Linked DNA regions of Mus musculus: all the other regions are linked to region 2. A link is a contact called in public promoter capture Hi-C data. All regions are on one chromosome and are shown on one strand. Each heading gives the region's core, a stretch centred on a gene start, on an enhancer-like site or on the middle of the called end of the contact. The rest is flanking DNA. Distances are from core to core; before and after follow the strand shown. Region 1 holds the start of Cyb5r1 (cytochrome b5 reductase 1). Region 2 holds the start of F730311O21Rik (a long non-coding RNA gene). Region 3 holds the start of Kdm5b (lysine (K)-specific demethylase 5B).

Region 1 (2,815 bases), core at 163-2,662, 2.1 Mb before region 2:
CCATCCCCCCAGCTCGGAGATTTCCTTTCTATATACTTACCTTGATGACAAGATCTACATAGCCTTGGTCTTCATCACTGGTGACAGGGGTGTAAGGCCTGATGACCAGACTGCCATCAATTCGGGCAGAGAGGTAGACGTGCTTACCTGGGAACCATGGAGAGAGACACATAAGCTGCAGTCCCACTGAGAGGACCCCTCCGCAGTATCTCCTGCCTCCTCCCACCTTTGAAACTCCCTACTGCCAGGGCCTTAGCAGCAGCAGGTAAGCAGAGGATTTGCATAATGGAAAATTAGTGTTTTCTGGGATAGGAGGCGGGTTATAATAAGTCCTAAGGAAAGAGAGAAGCCTGGAGGTTAGAGATGCGTAGGGGCACAGAAGCCACACCCTAAAAGAGTGGTCCCTCATGGGCTGAAGGATTGACAGAAGGGCAATGGTTTTTCTTAGCAGGAAAACCACCTAAGAAGTGACTCGCCCTCATACGATGCCAAGTAGAGAAGCCCACTCCCTTTTTTCTTACCCACAGGCAGCCCCAGAATGTGGTGGGCGGTGGGCAAGGCAAAGCGGAACCTCCTGGTGTTGTGGCTCACTGTCTAGAGGATAGATGACAAGATGTTTCATCAGGCAGGTCTGGCCTGCCAAGTCTTTTGGAGCAATCCAACCACTCTCGATGCTATCCCTCAAACTAAGTATCCACTCTCTGCCCTAGCCCACTTCTTCACAACTTACCGTCTTGTCTAGCAATCGCAGCAGGTACTTCTCATCCGGGTCCTGGAGAGTAACCTGCGGCCGGCGGGATCTTCGAACCAAGTAGGTACCCAGAGCCAGGCCGAGCAGAGTAAGCAGCCCCACCCCCAGAGAGGCTAGCAAGACCGGGCTCTGTGGATAGAGGAGGAAGCGTGATCGCCACGCTGAGGAAGTGCCAGGGTGTGGGTGGAGGACCAGGAGTAGCGATCCTGAGCTCCAGCGAGAAAGCATGCCAAAACCTCAGAAGCAAGCGGAGCAGTGAACTCAGCCCGCAGCTCGTGCAGCGAGACTCCAGCATCCAAGGTGGGTATGGCACAGCCCCGCGGGGCAGACTGCCCAGAACCAGCTGAGGCGGTGACCCCGGGCTCAGGGCACAGAACGAGGGTCTTACCGGCTGGATCCCCATGACCTAGAGGTGCGTCCCGCTCCGGTGGGGCGGAAAGATCCCACAATGCGCCGCGGGGCGGGCCCGGAGGCGGAGCTCTCCGGGGCGTGGTCTATGGAGGAGGGCCTGACTGAGGCAGGACTAGCGGGGACTATGCCCCCCCCTCTTCCGTGCGGAGTAGGTGGTCCAAGGGCGTGGGTATCTTGGCCGTCTCAGGCCCTCCTTTTGAGAGCTTTCTTCTCTCTGCAACTTAGACCTACCCCAAAGGATGACAGTTTTGTCTGACATGGAGCCAGGCTAATTAGCATGATGAGAAATCTCGCCGGTCTGAGAGTCTCACGGAGAGTGGAATGTTGAGCCACGCACAGGCTTAAAATAGAACAGGAAGCTTTCAGATGAAAGTTCTTGTTTTTTTTTTTTTTTTCTTCCCCAAACAGGCTACTTTGCCAGACAATTGAAATGCCTAGCTGTTGTGTCCGGCCAGCAGACCACAACCTGGGTTCTAGCCTGGAAAGGCATTTTGGAAACCTGGAAGAGAAGAGGGGCTAGGTGGCGAGAGAAAAGAATGTAGCCAAGACAGTTACTCTGATCAAGGCTCAAATTTTATTGTTGCGACACTAGTTATGAAGGAAGGGGGAGGGGACCCGATTCCCGCCGAATAATCTCGGGTCCAGTAGAAAGGTGCACGTGTGTGGCTCCTCAGGTTCCAGCAGTGGGCGTGGTAGAACGAATGAGCAGGAAGCTCCACCCCGAGCAAGCAGGTTTCAGGCTGGGGGAGGGGAGACTACATCTCCTCCCTTTTATTAACAAAATTAAAAAAAAAAGAAAAAGCTGGCCTGAGGGGGGAAAATTATCTATGCTCAATAGTTCTGCCTGGAATCTAGGGCTAAAAAAAAACTTGCTTCACTGGGATTCTATAACCTTTCTTATGGTAAACTGTATCTGGCTTAAGACTGTCCTTTCTTATCTTAGTGAACAACTAACTGAAAAGCCTGGAGCTGTAGGCTCTGACTTTATAATGCTAATTAGTACTTGGTAGGTAACTTTCTAGTTGAATTTTAAGTAGGGCGTTGGAACTTTGGCTAAGTTTGACTGAACAAATGTGAAATACACTATAATAACACTAAGTTGATATTTCTCCGCTTTTTTGGATGATAGGTGGGAAACAGGGAGAAGGAGTGACCGGCTCTTGTAGTACAAGGCCAATTGGCCTTTTTATTTGGGTGGGAGGCAGTGAAGGGCTTGCCCTTTCAATAGTACGTCTCCAATCTCTCTCCCCCCTATTAATTAAGTTAAATAAGGCAACGCTTAACTGAGGTGATCAAATGATTTTCTCATCCGTAGATGAGTGGGCTTTTAACCTTGGCTTGGGTGGACATGGACCCGATTCCTCCCGTGGGTAAAACCCACACATGTGGCTCTTGGTACCTTTTGGGGAGGCGAGGTAGAGCCGGAGAATATTTTTTATTTTTAACCAAAATTTGGTACCAACCTCTTTCAAACCGGGTTTATCTCACAGGAAACTCAGAAATGGTCAAGCCGGACCTTCCCTTGCAGTAAGTATCTCTGCACCAAGCGGTGCCCATACTGAATTTGTACAATCACAAACCAGTATGCACAGTTCTGAGTGCTGTGCAGCTCCTAAAGGAGAATTATCAACCTCAGAATTAGCAAAGCCTAAG
Region 2 (2,738 bases), core at 193-2,692:
GCTAGGCTGGGCATGGTAGCACATGTCTTTAATGCCAACACTTGGGAGGTAGAGACAGGTGGATCTCTGTGAGTTTGAGGCCAGACTGATCTACAGAGTGAGTCCCAGCACAGACAAGGCTACAAAAACAACCCAACAATAAGAAAGCTATTAAGTTATTCTTATTTTAAGTCATTCTCCAAGCCAGCTAATTTGTTTTATTTATTTATTTATTTATTTATTTATTTATTTATTTATTTATTTATTTATTTTTGAGACACAGTTTCTCTGTATAGCCTTGGTTGTCCTGGAACTCAATCTGTAGACCAGGTTGGTCTTGGATTCATAGAGATCTGCTTGCCTCTGCCTCCCAAGGACTGGGATTGAAGGTGAGCTCCACCACACCCAGTTTAGCCAGTTAATTTTACTTTACTCCACAGAGCAAGCAAGCAGTGTGGGGGACAGAGGCAGCAGCTGGAGAGGTACATTGGGGTCAGGTGGTGACCTTTGACTCCTGTGCAGGCTGGCCTAGGCTGTTGGTACAGCACTCTGGTGGCAGAGGTGTGGGGATGGTGGCAAATTCAAGTCCAGCCCAGGCTGTGGCTGTTATCCAGTTGTTAGAGTGTTTACCTATCCAAAGATCTGCACCCAGTAGGGTAGCAGACAGCACCCAGTAGGGTCTAAAGATGGAGTTTCGTGGAGGGGCACTACAGGAATGACATCTGAACTCTCACCAAGGAAGGGAGTCAGTGACCCAAAACAAAGGTCTAGATTTGGTCCTTAGCTCTATAGAAACCTGGCATGATGGGGGAATGCCCGCCTGTGAGGGGGAGCTGGGGAGGATCGAGAATTCAAGGTCATTCTCAGTTACAGAATAAGGTCAAGGTCAAAGCCAGCACAAGCTATAAGCCTATCTACCAAAAAGAAAGAAAAAGAGAAACAAGAAGTCCTTCACCTTATAAAAGTTACAATTTCACAAGGACTTACTTACCTCTCCTCCCCTGGACCTCCAGGCTTTGAAGGGCAGTGTATATTCTGTTTAGTTCAGGACTCCCGGGGTTCAGCACCACACCCAGTATGCACTAAAGGAGGAAGAAAACAAAGCATGCTTGACGACCTGATTTCTAGGGCACACCTGTCTCTCTTACCAGACTGAGAGCCCCAGAGCTCCCTATGGTGACCCTAGAGACTCACATCAGCCCCTGCTCTGCTGAGTATCCTGAGGCCACCTTTCTTTCCCTTTGGGGGGTCATTTCTACCCCCAAATACATATCTTAAGATTTTTCTCCCAAGGCCTGAACTCCTGCTGCCCCGGCTATACTTACTTGCTGAGGCTCACCCAACCCTCCAGATTCACCCCACAGCTCCACACCCTCAGCCACCCCCCTTGGCCCAAAGTGAGGGGGGTGGGGTAGCCAGATGATCTCAGCACCTCCTGCTCTGACATCCTCTCTGGGGACTTCAGGCGTCCCCTGCCTCCACCCAGTGTCACTTCCTCATTTTGGCAGGAACTCCACTGATAATCTCGTTCACTTTCCACCACTTCCTGTGTTTTATGTGAATCCTCCTGAGCTCAGCTACAGAAGATGAGTCTCTTGGCTGTAAAGATAGCCCTAAATGTCTAAAGGCTTCCCACTAGGTCCTGGGAACACTCAGTTTTGTCTTCGTTTGGTTTGGTTTGTTGTTTTGTTTTGTGCTTCAAGACAGGGTTTCTCTGTGTAGCCCTGCCTGTCCTGGAACTTGCTCTGTAGACCAGGCTGGCCTCAAACTCACAGAGATCCACCTGGCTCTGCCTCCTGAGTGCTGGCATCAAAGGTGTGTGCTACCATCTTCCAGTTTGCCACACTCACCTTTTTAAAGCTGTCCAGAATGGGAGATTCTCTCATCCTGTGGGTCAGTAGCCCAAGGCAATAGCCCAAGATCTTCCTATTGTCTAACCTCAATCTTCCTGATGTTAGGATTTCCAGATTGGGAAAACGAAAATACAGGACACTTACTCAGTTTTGAGTTTGAGGGAGACACTGGGTAAAAATTCTAGTTAAACATCTCCCCTTCTATATCAGAACAAAAGTCATTTGGACTTAAAGGTGTAGCTTGGTAGTGTAGCTTGGTGGAAGCGCACATACTTAGCATAGACTTAGGGTCCTGGGGAAACAGCTCAGACAGCAAGACTGCTTGCTTTCCAAGCATGAGGGTTTGCGTTCAAATGCCAAGCACTCACGTAAAGAGCTGGGTGTGCCTTTGTGACCCTATAACACCCGGACTGTGGGAGGCAGATGGAGAATCATTGGGGCTTGCTGGCTGCCGGCCTAACTTCAGGTTCAGTGAGAACCCTGTCTTAAGGGAATAGGGAAGAGAGCAATAGTCAAAACTCCAATCTTCAGGTCTCCACATACTTAAACATGGGCATGGACATCCACCTACCCACATGAATATCCATGCATGTTCTCTCTCTCTCTCTCTCTCTCTCTCTCTCTCTCTCTCTCTCTCTCTCGTGCGTGAATGCGTGTGTGTGTGTGTGTGTGTGTGTGTGTGTGTGTGAGTGTGTGTGTGTGTGTGTGTGTGTGTATGTGTGTGTGTGTGTGTGAGAGAGAGAGAGAGAGAGAGAGAGAGAGAGAGAGAGAGAGTGTATGCACCATGTGAGTGCCTGGTGCCCTTGGAGGCCAGGAAAGGGTGTCAGATTGCCTGGAACTGGAGTTAGAGACAGTTGTGAGCCACCACGTAGGTGCTGGGAACTGAACCTGTGTCTGATGTAAGAA
Region 3 (2,763 bases), core at 153-2,652, 2.2 Mb before region 2:
ACGTTGCAGCCGTTAGGGCCGTCTTGGGGACACCCCACCCCTCAGAGCCCCCCAAGCTCGAGGCGCTAGAGCCCCCGCCGGGAAGGCCGAGTAGGGAAAGCTAGGGACCAGGATGAAATCTCCAAGAGCTCGTCTGACATCTCCCCTACAAGCACAGCCTCTCCACCTCAGCCCCAGCCAGGCCTCCCCCCCCCCCCCGCGCCGGGAGCAAAGCAGTCCGGCCCCAAGTCCGTGTGGGAGCGTCCGCCAGGACCTGCGAGCATCAGGGCCCCCGCCGCTTGGCCTGCCCCCACCATCCTCAAAGTGTCGTCCCCCCACCCCGACCCTTGCACCCCCACCACCACTCAACCAGCCGCTCCAGACCGGCCCAGCGGCTCCTCCCCTCCCCCAGTAGCGCCGGCCGCCCCCTGGCCCAGCTCGCCCTGGGGACTCCCAGAGGCCGAGGGACCAGGTGGTGGTGGGGGACCCGGGTCCGGAGGGTGGGGCGCTCAGGTGAGGGCAGCTTCGGGCCGACGCCGCCACCACACAAAGGACCAGGGGCTCCCGCCGCCATATTGAAAACTTTCCTCCTCACACGACAACTCGCAAGTCCCCCACCCCCACCCATCACACACCCCCGCACCCCGAGAAGGAGGCGAGGACCAGCCACGGAGCCGTGCGGGCCCAGAGCCCTGCCTCCGCGCCCGCGTCTCAGCCGGGCTCGGGAGGACTCCCCAGCGACCACCCCGGCGGCTGCCAACCACTCCAGCCCGCACCGCTGCCGGGCGGTGCAGCGCACCAGCCCCCGGAGCCGCACCGACCTAGCCCCCTCCGGCCGCCCCGCCGGAGCCCGCGGTCCTCACGGCCCACATCCCACCCGGGACGGGGGCCCCCGCGCCTTCCTCCCACCGCCGCATCTCCGACCCTCGGAGCCACCCCAAACTTGACCGGGCCCGCGGGACGACCGCTCCCCGCCCCCGCGCCTCCGGCCTCCCGGGCCGCGCGTCCTCGCTCCCTCCCCCAGCCGCGAGCAGGATCCGGGGTGCTGGCTGACTCACCGGCGGCGGCCGCACCTTACAGATCCCAGTCTGCTCGGCTATGGGCCGGATCTTGTGGATGAAAGCGAAGGGGTCCGCGAACTCTTCCCAGCTCGGCTCGAAGACCGGACACTCGGGGGGAGGCAGGAACTCTCCCAGCGGGCCCGGGCCCCCGAGGGGCAGCGCCGGGCGCGGGCCTGGGGGCAGCGTGGTGGCCGGCTCCATCACCGCGACCTGGGCAGGGGCGAGCACAGGGCAGGCTCCGCAACCGCGGCAGCGAGCTCCGCTCCGTCCGAAACCCGTGCAGACGCACAGCTCGGGCGACAGGTCCGACTTCTACTAGCAACGGCAACACCTAGGGCTTTTTCAGCCTTCCTCCGACGACGTCTTGCCGCTACCCCACGCAGTGCTCCTCCGCCGCCACGGCGAGGAAAAAAGTCCCTGCTGCCACCCCGAGCCAGGTCTCGCCCCGCCCCCTAGCCGGGAGGGGCAGGGGCCTTCCGCCTGGGATGTTTATCCTTAATGCTTCAGTTAACCTCTGAAGTTTCAGAATTCTTCCTCTCAAGAAGTTAACAGTCTAGTAGGGAGAACAGAGTTACAATCCATCAATCACGTCATATATTTTGGCACGAAAGATTTGCTTAGTAAAACCCGAGAAGCAGAGTACTGAAATTGGAGGATTCTCCAGGTAGAGAAAACACCTTGAACACAAGGAGCAGCAAGGACAGACACATAGAGTAATGAGGAGAGCAATAACTCTTCGAGCACTTGCTTATCCTAGACACTGTGTAAAGTGCAAGTGCTTTTCGGGATTGTTTAGTCTGTGAGGGGATTAAGCATTTGACCAAATCCAACAGTTCAGTCTATTTACTGGAAAGTAGGGTTGTTGCACAGAAATCTACACATATACAAGGTTGGACTTGAGCAAAAGCATCTTGAAATAATCCAATCAAGGAATGATGGGGCCTAAATAAATTCAGCAGCGCTATAGGTTAAAGTGAAATTGTAGGAAATAAAAGTTAGACTAGGACGGGACCAGAAGAATAGCGTACTAAGGGTCTGACAGATGGCATCCCTGGGACAAGCATCCATGAGCATGTTCTAGGGAAGATGTATTCACCCCTGAACAGGCTGAGCCTGAGATGTCTCTGCTACAAAGATTTTCAACAGGCTAAAAGGTACAACAGGTCTGAAGGAAAGAAAGAGATCAGAGTGTTTCAGAGGAAGCAATGGAAGAGCTGAGAGGTTAAGTAACCATGAAATCCAAAGATGGGGGATGGCCCCAGAAAAAGTCAGGTCATAAGTAGAACTTGAACACAAACATAATTTCTTTTTTTTTTTTTTTGTTTTGTTTTTTCGAGACAGGGTTTCTCTGTATAGTCTTGGCTGTCCTGGAACTCACTTTGTAGACCAGGCTGGCCTCGAACTCAGAGATCCACCTGCCTCTGCCTCCCAAGTGCTGGGATTAAAGGCGTGTGCCACCACCGCCCGGCGATTTCTTTAATCTAGAAAGCAACCAAACTCGTGGAAAGACTGCCTGCCACTGTATAAGGAAGGATCAGTGGCTCCACAGCCCTCCCTTCAGAATAGACCATCACTCAGCCTCTGGGTTTAGATTTTAATAGGACTAATGTGACCTAGGCTGGCCTGGAACTCTCTACATAGCCAAAGATGACTCTGATCTCCTGATCATCCTCCTGCCTCTACCTCTTAAACGCTGGGATTACAGATATATCCTATCACACAG

The links. Promoter capture Hi-C pulls out the DNA fragments that hold promoters and counts their contacts.
Region 1: a contact with region 2 is called in a promoter capture Hi-C map of pre-B cells, with 6 times the contacts expected there. The contact joins the promoter of Cyb5r1 here to the promoter of F730311O21Rik in region 2. A contact is called at or near these places in 2 of 39 promoter capture datasets (liver and pre-B cells).
Region 3: a promoter capture Hi-C map of liver shows a contact between it and region 2, with 6 times the contacts expected there. The contact joins the promoter of Kdm5b here to the promoter of F730311O21Rik in region 2. A contact is called at or near these places in 3 of 39 promoter capture datasets (liver and pre-B cells).

What each region holds. Positions count from the first base shown.
Region 1 is chr1:134,404,378-134,407,192 of GRCm38.p6, reverse strand. Cyb5r1 (cytochrome b5 reductase 1) reads right to left here and starts at 1,412. Exons shown (of 9, transcript NM_028057.3): 1 at 1,140-1,412; 2 at 731-880; 3 at 522-594; 4 at 41-147. The coding sequence starts at 1,154.
Region 2 is chr1:132,340,634-132,343,371 of GRCm38.p6, reverse strand. F730311O21Rik (a long non-coding RNA gene) reads right to left here and starts at 1,442. Exons shown (of 4, transcript XR_878527.2): 1 at 1,305-1,442; 2 at 971-1,061.
Region 3 is chr1:134,558,817-134,561,579 of GRCm38.p6, reverse strand. Kdm5b (lysine (K)-specific demethylase 5B) reads right to left here and starts at 1,402. Exons shown (of 27, transcript NM_152895.2): 1 at 1,038-1,402. The coding sequence starts at 1,241. It also overlaps a transcript of Mgat4e not described here.